Regions from separate parts of the Gossypium arboreum genome. Here region 1 is linked to region 2. Evidence: chromatin contacts called from public Hi-C data. All regions are on one chromosome and are shown on one strand. The core of a region is the stretch at or near the end of the contact, and the rest is flanking DNA. Distances in the headings are between cores, read along the strand shown.

Region 1 (6,176 bases), core at 1,032-3,531, 140 kb before region 2:
GCAACAGCCGGAGTTGATTCCACTGCTTTACTTCCAAAAGCTAAACAATTCCCACCAACAAAAGAAAGATAGAGAAGAAAAAAAAGCAGGGGCCAATCAGCAATTGAGATAAACGTAATCAAGATTTACTAGCAAAGTACAGTGTGATTTTGTTTTTGTAATTAACAAATAGATAATCCCAATCTCTCAGCAAGAATTTAAGGTGCAAATTCTTGAATAGAGAACTTTAGGGGATTAGAAATAAGACAAAGCATGTTCTTTTGCTCTACATTCTGGAATAAAGGGCCGTACATCGAGCGGGTTTGCTAATTAATCACCTATGTTTTCAGGGATTCAACTGGCAGCACAGTCTAAAACACTTGTAAAAAACAATAAATTTGTGAAATAATCTTTAGTTGGCTAAAATCTCACAATTACATATATAAGAAAAAGGGGAAAGAGAAGCAGCAGGGTTACCATTTCCAACTTGAGCTAATAAATCCTGGGAGTCTGTCGAGGACAATGTTTCTCCCTTTACCTTCTTCTTTCGGAAAAATCCAATATATACACCAATTCCCAGCAACAGCAATACCACTATGGCTGCTATAGATATCCCAGCAATAACTCCACCCGAAATTCCTGATTATGTAAAAACAACATATAAGCTCAAAGTATAAAAAGGTTTCCGGTCAATCAGAATACCAATATCATAATCATGACAAAAGCAACATGCACGGAAGGCCAAATCACCTGTGCTGCAAAACAGAAAGAACGAATAAACTGATTCAGAAAATGTAAAGATTCAAAGTCGAAACAAATGATAATAATACAACAAACTATTTTTAAAGTTTAAAGCTGCGTTAACTACCTTGATTGGATGGGTGGAAAATTACCATTAGCATCTGTACAAGAAAAAGAAATTCCTTCAGTGAGGTGAATTTACATTTATTCATGACAGTTGGCGTAACAAAGCATAATGCCTTGCCCTAGGTGTTTAAAACCAACAAGTTAACTAATTGTAAAACTCCCGTGGCGGTGGGTAATCTGAAAGAACAAACTAGAAATGAAATAATTGCATGTAGTTTGCAATTTTCTCAGGCATAAATGTTCCCAAAAATCGACCTGAATGATTATTGGACACGGAGCATGCTGAGCAAAATGAAGATGCTTGTAATTGTTGATGACAGTGAAAACAATCCATCTTTTAGAAAACGCAATGAACGCCACATCACTTTATACAGTAGCAGAACAATCATGACTTTCAGCTAAACTTTCCGTTTGATCAACCCCACTCCTATAGAGTGAATCCTACCCCCCCCCCCCAACAACAAAAAGCCTTTTTATTTTATAAACACAAAATCAAACAAAAATGCTAATGAGAGCAAATCTGCTCCGTATGGACAATAAAATTCTACAACAAAATTATTCCATTTTCACTTACCTATAAATTAAACAAAAAATGTTAAAAGAAATCACCTCTTCCCGGGATAAATACCAGACCAGCCCCTGAGCTGAAATTCACCCCGGGGTTGTATCTCTGCACCAACCCCGACAAATCCGATGACAGATTCACCTGAGTCAAGACATAACTCAAATTCTCCCCCGGTCGGAGCGGATATGTAATAAACAGCCCGTAATCCTTCGAAATAGTAGCGTCACCGCACGAACAATTAACCACCACCCTAACCGTCCCAGTATCCGGTATATTCGTCGGCGGATAGGTATTGAACGGCAGCAACCAATTAACCGTTGTCAAGTTCGAGTAGTATTCTGTGGCGATCTTGTAGTAAGTGTCGTTGGACCTAACTCTGTAGCTGAACTCGTGGGCGGGTAATGAGCCGTTGATGCAATCGCAAGGGAAAGGAACATTGAGTCTAGTACCACTTTCGACGCTGTCTTTGTTGGCAACTTGTTTGTTGTAACTAAGGATTGAGTCGAAATTTAACGTGGAGGAAGGAGCAAGGGTCGAATTAAAAAGCTCGGATACGAAGGTCAAGTTTGATTCTGGCGGAACGTAGTAGGATGCTAAGGCCGTGCAGCTTCTGGTGCATCTTGATTCTACTGAAATGGAGAAAGTTAAGATAAAAAGCAACGGAATTGGGAATAATTTAAGTAGCATTTTGGATTGTGAAATCCCTACGTTGGGATTTTGGGGGTTTTGATAGTCCAAGTCAAGGAAGAGGTTGGATGATATTTCAGAGCTGAGACCGTTGAGCTTAGTCGTTGGAAAAGAAACAGTAGTAGAACAAAAGTGATGATGAGGTGGCAAATCATTATTGGGAGTCATTTTGACTCTTTTTCTTTTCATTGTATTGATTGTCGTATTGCGTACGGTTGTGTGTCGTACCAAGCGGTTCACATAACGATATAATCACTAGATATATTATAGACATGATAAAAAGAATTTTAAGAAAATATAAATACTATTTCTCAAATAAATACTATGCAAATACAATTCTAGATTTTGGCTAATTTACATATATATGTGGCTTTTTTACACCAATAATATAAAATAAAAAATTAAATTCAAAAATAAGATATTTAAGGGGTAGAGGGTGGTGCATAGGCGGTACCATCTTTTTTTTTTTGGCACGATTTCATGTAAATAAATTAATATTTTAATGGGCCACATCATTATGATTGGTAGCATCCAAAATATATAGGTATATACTAAATTTGGTTATAAAATATTGGTATAGGTCAGGAAGAGGCAATGTCAGGCAGGTAGGCGGCACCAGTCACACCTCCCTGACAGGCGACACTGGTGCCATGCTTCAGTCTCGTCCGTCAGCATTGTCTAGTCACATCCTCGAGCCTCGAGAAGAAAGAGAAGAAAGATGGAGAGTGATTTGGGTTACCTTATAACCATGACCCCTCTTGTAGAGAAGAAGAGAAACAATAAAAGAAAAAAAAAAGAAAAAGAAAACAACAGCAGTGAAAAAGAAGAGAAGGAGAAGAAAAAAAAGAACGACAATTTATTTTTGTTTATTTTTTTAAATAGAAAGGATTATGATGAGGAATTGTTATAAATTATTTTGTTAGTATTGTTTAGTTTTTTATTGTGATTTTTATGTTGTTTTTATTTATTTTAAAGTTATTTTGTTCGTAACTATTATACATTGTTTGTTTAGTTTAGTGTTTATTGTGATTTGTTAGGTTATGAATGTAATTTTTATTTTTTAAATTTATTTTAAAGTTATTTTGTTAGTAATTTATGATTAAGTTAATTATTTGTTTAGTTTAATGTTTATTGTGATTCGTTATGAATGTAGTTGTTTATTTATTTATTTATTTGACAATTATTTTTGATTTATTGAGATGTTGATTAATTTTGTTTTTATATATTTTTACAAAGTTGTTTGGAAGAAACTAAATAGGTATGTTTCTGCTTTTACTTTTGAATTGTATGTTTTATTTGTTTAGATAATTTCGGTTTGTTTTAATTATATTATTACTGTAGACTAACATAAATTTTTGTTATGTAGGTAAAATATGGAATTTTATAGATTTTTATTGTAATTATATTATTATTGTACTATATTTATCGTATTATTTATTATATAATATTAATGTGTTTTGATAATTATTTAAAATGAACCCTTTAGAAATTAATTCTTGAAATCTTTTATTCTCCTATTATTGAGATAAAAGGCTCAAATCCAAATTATTTACGTTAATGTGTTTTTGCAACAAACTAATTGAATTCATTTTTTTTAAAAATTGCAAATTACTAAATGGGTTCTTTGATTAATAATGACGATCACATATCAAAAACTATTAATAAGATGGTAATAAAATTGTTATTTGTTACTTATGTAATTTACGGAATTAAATTAGGTTATATTAACTATTTTGGAAATTTAATAGTGTCAGTGCCCATACCGCGAACTGAGGGGTCGTGTGAATAGTGTAGGCTATCTGCCGGATGAAAGTCTCATGCTATACTTGGAGTTAATCGGATTCAAATCAGCAGCATTAATCCAGACGTTTGATTGGCAATACGACTTAATATCCGTTTTGGTCGAGCGATGGTGCTCGGAGACCCACACATTTTATTTGTAACACCCCTTAACCCTATACCGTCGTCGAAACAGGGTTATGGAGCATTACCGGACTTTTTAGAACAATTACAAACTTTTATAGTTAATTCACATTCATTTTACAATTAAATCATAATGTCCCTTTTATGGGCCCTCGAAGCCCAAATCACGTAAAAGAAGCTAATCGGGACCAATTCCGGTACCCTAGAAATTTTTTTGTGAAATTTTAGAACTTTTCCTAAGTGCAAGGTTCACACGCCTGTGTGCCAGCCTATGTGGACTCAAAATGAGCCTTTTACATCAAGTAACCCAACCCTGCAATTTTTAAACCACAAGTAATGTAACACCCCAAACCCGACCCAGACGTTATGGCCGAATCCGGTGTGTCACATTGCACTGCTTTTCGAAAATATGAACTCTATTGGCAAAGACTTGTTTGAATAGTTAAATCTCTTTGTGGTTTGATAAAAATTTTAGTCTATTAAATTCCTTATTTTATCCAATCAGCTAGTCAAAACATTGGTCATATTCAATTGTCATTATTTTATTACACTGATTTAAACGCGGAAGCTTTTCAAAACTTTGAAGGTTAAATCGAGTGTCTTTGCAAACAATCGATATTTTGAAAACTCGTCTTCCCCTAGACTAGCAGTTTTAAGTAAGCAAGCAAATGCCCAATTAAAATTTAAATCCATAAAAGACATTATTACAGAATTAAAAACCCAAAACAAAAATTTAGATAAAAATAAAATCATGCATAGCATTACTACGGTCATGTGGCCATCTCCGAGTCCTTCACAGGACCAAATCCTCTAAAGCTGGGGATTACCTGCACAGTTAAAAAGAATGGTGGATTTACGAAAAACTCAATGTGTGATCCCCTATTTAACAGTCAGAATATAGTACGTAGTAACAGTCCGGGCCTGAGCCCATTATAGTAACAGTGTCAGTGCAGTAATGCAACAGTCAAACCCACCTCAAGCCAGCCAGACACACCACTCCGTACCACCAATCACACCATGTGGGGGCAAAATCGACCCACCCAGCCAGACACACCAATATTAGCACAGGTTGCAACACTAATCAATATCGCAGCAAAACTGCCAATAATGGTATCGCAGCAAAGCTGCTAGTAATCAATATAAAGCCTAAAAGCGAACAGTACAGTATACTTCCTCCATAAGCAATATCCCAACCCCATGCAATATGTCAGGTCGTAATCTCATACGTGAATGCAGAATGTCATGCTCAGAAAGAACAGTCAAGTCATACCACAAATCAGTCATTTACCCTCGATGGGTAAAATAGTCATTTTACCCTGTAGGGGTATTTTGGTCATTTTACCTGCCCTAGGGTCTAGGTACTCTTATCGACCCATCAGAAGGTCTACAGTCGCCTCGAGCGACTCGTGAAACCTTAACGGTCTTAACAGTATAAATGGGCCCAAGGCCCATTATGCGGCCCAAGTAGGCCCACACACCCGTGTGGCCCATCAAGCCCAAAAATTACCACGGCCATGCGAACTACACAACCCAGTCCAGTAATTACCATATATTGTGGCATTTATCAGTGTGGAGCCCACAAGCTCATTGGGCTCACACAACCTGGCCCAAACCCATAAAAATGTTCATGGTGGCCTCTATAGTCTAACACCCATGTTTCGTGGGCTCGGTTCACCACGCGAGCGATCGTACGCCCATGTAGCCTCAATCGCCGTATTTTTTGGCTTTTCGGCTTTTGCCGATTTACAGTATAAGTGGTGAGATTACACACCTGATTGCGAAATCGAGTGAACAGTCCACCACACCAAAGCCTACATTCATTCAAGATTTACCATCAGTTTTCCAATCATTAGAATTCTTAATACTAAAACCTAAATCCTCACTCACTACGCACCTTGAACGAATGAAAATAGCTTATTTCCCTTAGATCGCTGATTAAGAATCGATCTCACGTCAGCAATGAAACTTATTAGACAGGATTGTTTACCAAAAATAAGACTTAAAACCTCTAACACTTAAAAACCATAGAAACATTCGGTCAAACAAGCCAACTTACCCCCAAATATTAGATTAAATGTCGAAAGGAAGATCCTGAATCACTTGAGAACCATTCACTCTAAAATTAACCGATAGATATGGAAGGATAATAGAACAG
Region 2 (6,049 bases), core at 1,256-3,755:
AGGAGAAGCGAAGAGTCCCAACAGGCTCCAACCCCTTGCACAACAAGCGATGATAGCTCAAGAAACTAGCTACAAAAGAACTCAAACTTCAGATAATATAGTATATTGCTTTTTTTGCAATTGCAGCATCTTTCTTTTCTCTCTTGTGTAGCGTATAAGCATATTGTTTTTTTTTTTTTTTGGATGATTTCTTAGACAATATCATAGATTATAGACCTAGTTAGTTGTGTATAGACTAGAGATATTGTGACAAGTATAGAGATGAACTTTTTTGGGATCAACTCCTGCACGTTTTTAGATTAATTTAAAGGAATTATTTCATATTTATTTGCCTCCATATAGGCTTTGTATGCGAGGCAGAAATAACCATAGTTTGTAAGCTTTAAACTACATAGGTTTTTATATAAATTACATATTTCTTTTTCTCAGCTCAGCATATCTTTGGTAAGAACCTTACTTTATTTTAGGATGGTTCACTTGTATGAAACCAAATTTGTGGTTTCATGGGGGGGAGGGGAGGTAGGAAATTAAACAGCACCAAAAGGGAGCAATATATTGCATTTCAGTGAACTATCACCAATTCATCATCATCTTTGCTTGGCACTGAATGCAATTCTGATTGTAAAAAAAGAAAGAAAAAAATCATCATAAACGACCATTTTAAAATGACCCACTACTTGTAATTTGTTTCTGCGGTGCTCTGAAAGTTATGATGAATGATCTATAAATGGACTGGTTTAGCTAGCCTCCACTCACCTGGTTTTAATGGCAGCTCAATTGCCCATTATTTCATACACCAACCATGCAATTAAGGTTGGATATCATCTGTGCAAATTAAAGTGGAATATCTTGCGAACCATTGGGCCATGCACTCACATCCCACCCTCTTTTAACAGCTTGCCCTGAAGCTAGCTTATTCTTTGGAAATTTCACCCCATAAAAAAAAAAAGAAAAAAAGTGTAGACGAGGAAGGTGGGTATGGTCCACAGTGTCAAAGTGCAAATGCAGGAGAACCCACATCGCACCCGCCCCTTATGCGTGTGCGCTTGAAATCAATGTAATATATATTCAAATTCATTTTAGCTCATTATTACTAAGGTTGAAACAATAATGACTTACGATTCATTTTAGTTAATTATTACCAAGGTTTGAACAGGAAACAATAAATCTCCAAAAGTCATTAAAAAATTCGAAAAAAAATAATTTTTTATCATCGTAAAATAAATATAAAGTATTTTCTAATTATATCAAAAATATTTTTATTCACTCAAAGCTACTAATGTATGTATTATTTTCTAATTCAGATTTATGAATTATTTAAATTTTGTATAAAAGAAGCTTTTATTTTAGTCCCTATAGTTCCTTGCCTTTACTTTTAAGAATATAGTCCTCTTCTTTTAAAAATAAAAATTTTAGGTCTAGTTGTTATTTCTATTAAATATATTAGGGTGATATTTTAAAATTAAAACAAATATTCACTTAATAATTATGTAATAATAAAATTATCGTTGAAAATATTTATTGCTCATTCAAAATCATCATGATAAAATATATTTTTTCCTATTGTAAGATTGTTCTTAAGAAAAATTGGTGTAAGCGTTTTAATTGAAATAGTTAACAATGTTAATTATTATAAAAGTAGATAGACTAAATTAAGTAAAAAAAGTTAAAAAGTATATAGATTAAATCTCAAGTTTTAATACAATTTAAATGCCAAAACTGAAATTTGACCATTGTCTTATAATGTAAAAAAGAGCAACACAAAATTAAAAGGAAATGGAAAGTCTCTAAAATTTTGGAATATTCAAATTATATATTAATTAAAAATTAAAGATATAAACTATTTAACTAATAATATTATAAAAGTACAAAAGTACAATGAGGAAAATATAATATGTTAAAAGTTGGAAGGGTCAAAACTTAACTTTAACCTTTTTATAAAATGTAAAAGAAAAAAGAAAGAGAGAAATGAGCATATGTATACGTCCGCGCTGAATAGAAGGAAGGTGATTTGGACGAGATATAGATTTCAATTGTTTTAATAATTGTATAATTTTAAATACTTAGTTAAGAAATTAGATTAAATGCTAATTAATTTTAAAAATAATTTAAATTAAATTTTAAATATGAGTTTTATATTAAATTGATATAACAAAACCGTGGAACCAGTTCTTGTTGATATTCTCGTGATTAGGTAGAGAAGTGTATGAATTGGGTTGGAGTAGACTTGAATTCAAAAAAGTTTTGAACTCTAATTATAAATTATAATATTGAGATATTAAAAGTTTGAATTTTTTTTGTTGAATAAAATTTTGAAATTTTAAGTTTAAATGTTGTATGAATATATGTATATTTTTAAATTATTTTAATTAATGTTTTTGGTAAATTGGTAAAGAAAAGGTAAGTTAAAAGTTAATTGAATTGATTATGGTTGATGTAATTATAGTTTTAGAAAGTTTAATTATGTAAATTTATAAGATAGTGTTCAAATATTCTTTAAATTCAAACAGGCTGACGCTACAAAATATGTCGATACTTGGTGATCAATCCAAAACCTCTGACCCCCAAAATAAGATCCAAAACCCAAATAATTTTCCTACATTTCTCTAAATTCTGCTATCGAAACAGCATGAGTTTTCTCGCGGGAAGACTAGCAGGAAAAGAAGGCGCCTTCTTTTTCCGGGAATCCAAACAAGCCGTCAACCGTTTGGTAGAGAAAACCCCCAAAAACCTCTCATCAAACCCACCGTCGCTTGAGCAACAAACTCAAGCTGACGTCCTTCCTGAGGTCCTCAAGCATTCTTTGCCTTCTAAGATCTTCAGGCAACCCTCCGATGCTTCGTCTCTATCCAGGTCCTCCAAGTGGGCCCTCCATACTCATCCAACCAATGCCTCCAGTTCTTCCCCTGATGCCTTGAACCCTCTCAGGGCTTATGTTTCTCTACCCCAGGTTACTTTTGGCCCCAAAAGGTCAGCTTTGCCCCATTCTTCTCCATCGAATTTTGGGTTTTCTTTTTCCTTTCTTGTTTTTTGGGTTTTCTATTGTATGTCGGTGGAGAATTTGCAGGTGGGAGTTGCCAACATCGGAACATTCAACCATGGCATCGACGGCTAATGAATTGCGGAAGGACAAATATACGCCTCTCAATCCGGAGAAGTTGAAAGCTGCTGCTGAAGGACTTAAGCGAAGTTTGTTCATTTCAATTTCTCTTTTAATGCTTTTTGTTTAGTTTCATTTCATATCTAATATATATGAACTCTGGCAATTTAGTCTTGATTAGTTCTAATATTATCTAATTTGAATTAGGGAACATTTTAATTATGAATTTTAATTGCCCTTTTGTATCAACAGAACTTCGGTAAGGCTTATAATACTTGGTTTTTGTGTTATAGTTGGAATGGCTTTTATAGTTGCAACTACAATGGTATTCGGTGGGGCCGCCTTGATGTTTGGGATTGCAGCCTCCAAGTTGGAGTTGCACAGTGTGAGCATTACTTATTACACCCTTATTGATAACTTTCTCAGTTCTATGTTTTTTTGGCATAAAAGCGCAATGAAATACATCGTCAATTTCTGTTTATATGGCTCAAAACTATTGGATATCTATGGTTGTAGAGTGTTTTATCACCATTTTTCCAGTTTCTTTTTTATTGCCGTTCTTGTCATATTTATACAGATTTGTCATTCTCCACCTGATGGTTTTTTAGGAACTTGGTCTTATCAATGTTAACAAATTCTGCGATAGGGTTGGATTACTCTTTAGTCGTTATTGAAATCTGCATGCTAATTGACACGTCTTCAGCACTAATGCAATTTCCCTCATCAGTGTGATGCCATTATGTGTTAATCTGATGACATGCTTGTCAAAGTAACATTTCAGCATAAATAAGTTGCTTCCAAACCAAATCAGGGGCTAATTTAACACAATGATGGAACTGTAATTCAATGTTATTTCATGCTTTTGAGTATCCATATTCTCCGTGACATGTTCCATTTGAGTATGCTAGTCTTTCCCATGTGTATTTAGTTAGGAAATGCACTGATACAGAGAAATGTTTTTTTTTTCCTTTTTTCTTTTTATTTTTGTTATCTTCTGCTTTTGGCAGAGTGATGATGTCAGAACAAAAGGAAAAGACCTGGTTCAGCCTAAATTTGACATGATTAGGGAACAGCTTGTTCCTCTAAGAACTTGGGTATGTTGATAAAAAATTCAACACTATTTTGCTCCTGTATTTTACAAGTCCCAACTATGATTGCACTAAACTCGGACTTTATAATTTTTCAGGCCGAAAACACATCAAAGAAATGGCACCTGGAAAGGGAGGAAGCTATTAAAGATAAACCCATCATAAAGGAGCTTTCTAAAACTTTAGGAGCAAAAACCAACAATTGACTTTGTAAGTGAGCGAAAATTTGGCATCTACAGGTTCATCGAATAAAATAAAAAGCCCGGAAACATTTTCCTGCAACTTTTCCTCTATTAATGTGCAAATCGCATCCTAAATGATTTTTTGTTTCATTTGCTGAAGCTCATGAAATATCGGTGTCTAATATATGGTCAGATTGCTACATGAAAGAATGATGGTTATTTGGTGGCTTTTCATTATAAACATGCAAAAACACGAGCTTTACCTTGGGGGGCATTGAAACCCATTTCTAGCGGAACTTGGAGTGAATACATCATATGGTTTAATCATATGATGTTTTAAGATGAATTAGTAGAAATGGAAAGCTGATAGTTCCAAGAGCACAAAGTTGAGACTCCATTAGTCCACATGCCTCCATCCCTGTCAAACGCACTATTCAAAGCACGTAATCTAAACCTAGATCCATGCCGCTCCTTTTATCTTGGAGGGATAAGCATATACTCATGGACCTGGCAATAGTTAAAACGAAAAGCACCAGTGAATGAAAGTGCCTTTCCTTTCTACACTGGACAAGTGTATTTATATTTTTCTCGCTATTATACATGTCGTATAATACATTTGTGTCAAAATATATATATCCTTACAAAGAATAGTACAGTATAAATAGTATCTGATTGTAAATACAACGAACTGTCCATAAAAACTAAACCCTTATGATATGATACACATGTTCCTAGGCCACGGATAAGGAAGAAGGTATAGAAGATAGAGAAAAGAATGATTCAGAATTAAAGTTAAAGCAACGACCTTAATATCCACAGATGATTCAGTAAGTAGAGACTCGCTGTTAAAAATTGCAGGATTCCCATGGTGCACCATTCAGGTTACACCATGGATCATTTCACTATGGTGGATATGATCTGATTTCTTAACAGTTGCTTTCATTGTATCTCTCAACTGCCCACCATTGCCTTTGGGGTTGGGCTGGTGGCAGTAGCAGTGGCAATGGCAATGGAAGAGACAAATCTAGAAACCAGTACAGCCTCATTGCTTGCTGCGGTAGTAGATGAAGCTACATCTTCCAAATGCTTCCAGGTTAGTTCCCGCCTTTCCTGCATCTCTTTTTCCTTCAATTCATCTTCTTGGAATCTGGACAAACACTCATCAAAAAGCACATGATCAACATCCGTGAATATCTTCCTGACATTTAGTGTAAAGCTCTGGACTGCCAGGTTCCAATGACCATTGGTATTTCTCTCCAGTGCAGGGAAGATTATAGGGAGTATTACTGAGCGGTTCTGGATGATAAGATTTCTTATGTGATCATTGTTCCACAAAAATAAAGCCCGTTCCGCTACCTGCCATAAACAAAAAGAACATTTTCCAAATCATACTCCTACAACAGAGAAAAGTTGAGAGCACAAAGCTCTACTTGTCTCAAACTAGATACCAGGCAACTAATGACTAAAATCATGTAATTTCCACAGTGAATAACTATTCTCCTTTTGTTTTCCCTTTGAAGCCAACATAAAATGAATCACTTACAACAACAGGTGTGGCCATTACCGAAAAAGTGTAGGGTTAACCTGTCCTGTAGTGATCAAATTGAATCATCTCCTTTTCTAGGTATTGCAAGAATGAAACTAGGGTTATGAACTCAAATCCACCAGCATAGCAACAT

The links. Hi-C and Micro-C count contacts between places; a contact is called where the count stands out from the background.
Region 1: a contact with region 2 is called in a Hi-C map of leaf, with 4 times the contacts expected there. The contact joins the promoter of LOC108472394 here to the promoter of LOC108473912 in region 2. A contact is called at or near these places in 2 of 5 Hi-C or Micro-C datasets (both in leaf).

Annotation. Positions count from the first base shown.
Region 1 is chr11:20,266,289-20,272,464 of ASM2569848v2, reverse strand. It overlaps LOC108472394 (chitin elicitor receptor kinase 1-like), which reads right to left and starts at 2,281. Exons shown (of 11, transcript XM_053022241.1): 1 at 1,456-2,281; 2 at 848-881; 3 at 457-644; 4 at 1-40. The coding sequence starts at 2,266.
Region 2 is chr11:20,130,852-20,136,900 of ASM2569848v2, reverse strand. LOC108473912 reads left to right here and starts at 2,505. Exons shown (of 5, transcript XM_017775734.2): 1 at 2,505-2,970; 2 at 3,068-3,189; 3 at 3,394-3,485; 4 at 4,108-4,194; 5 at 4,287-4,580. The coding sequence starts at 2,630. The coding sequence ends at 4,394. LOC108473911 (serine/threonine protein phosphatase 2A 59 kDa regulatory subunit B' gamma isoform-like) reads right to left here. Exons shown (of 2, transcript XM_017775732.2): 2 at 4,947-5,726. The coding sequence ends at 5,322.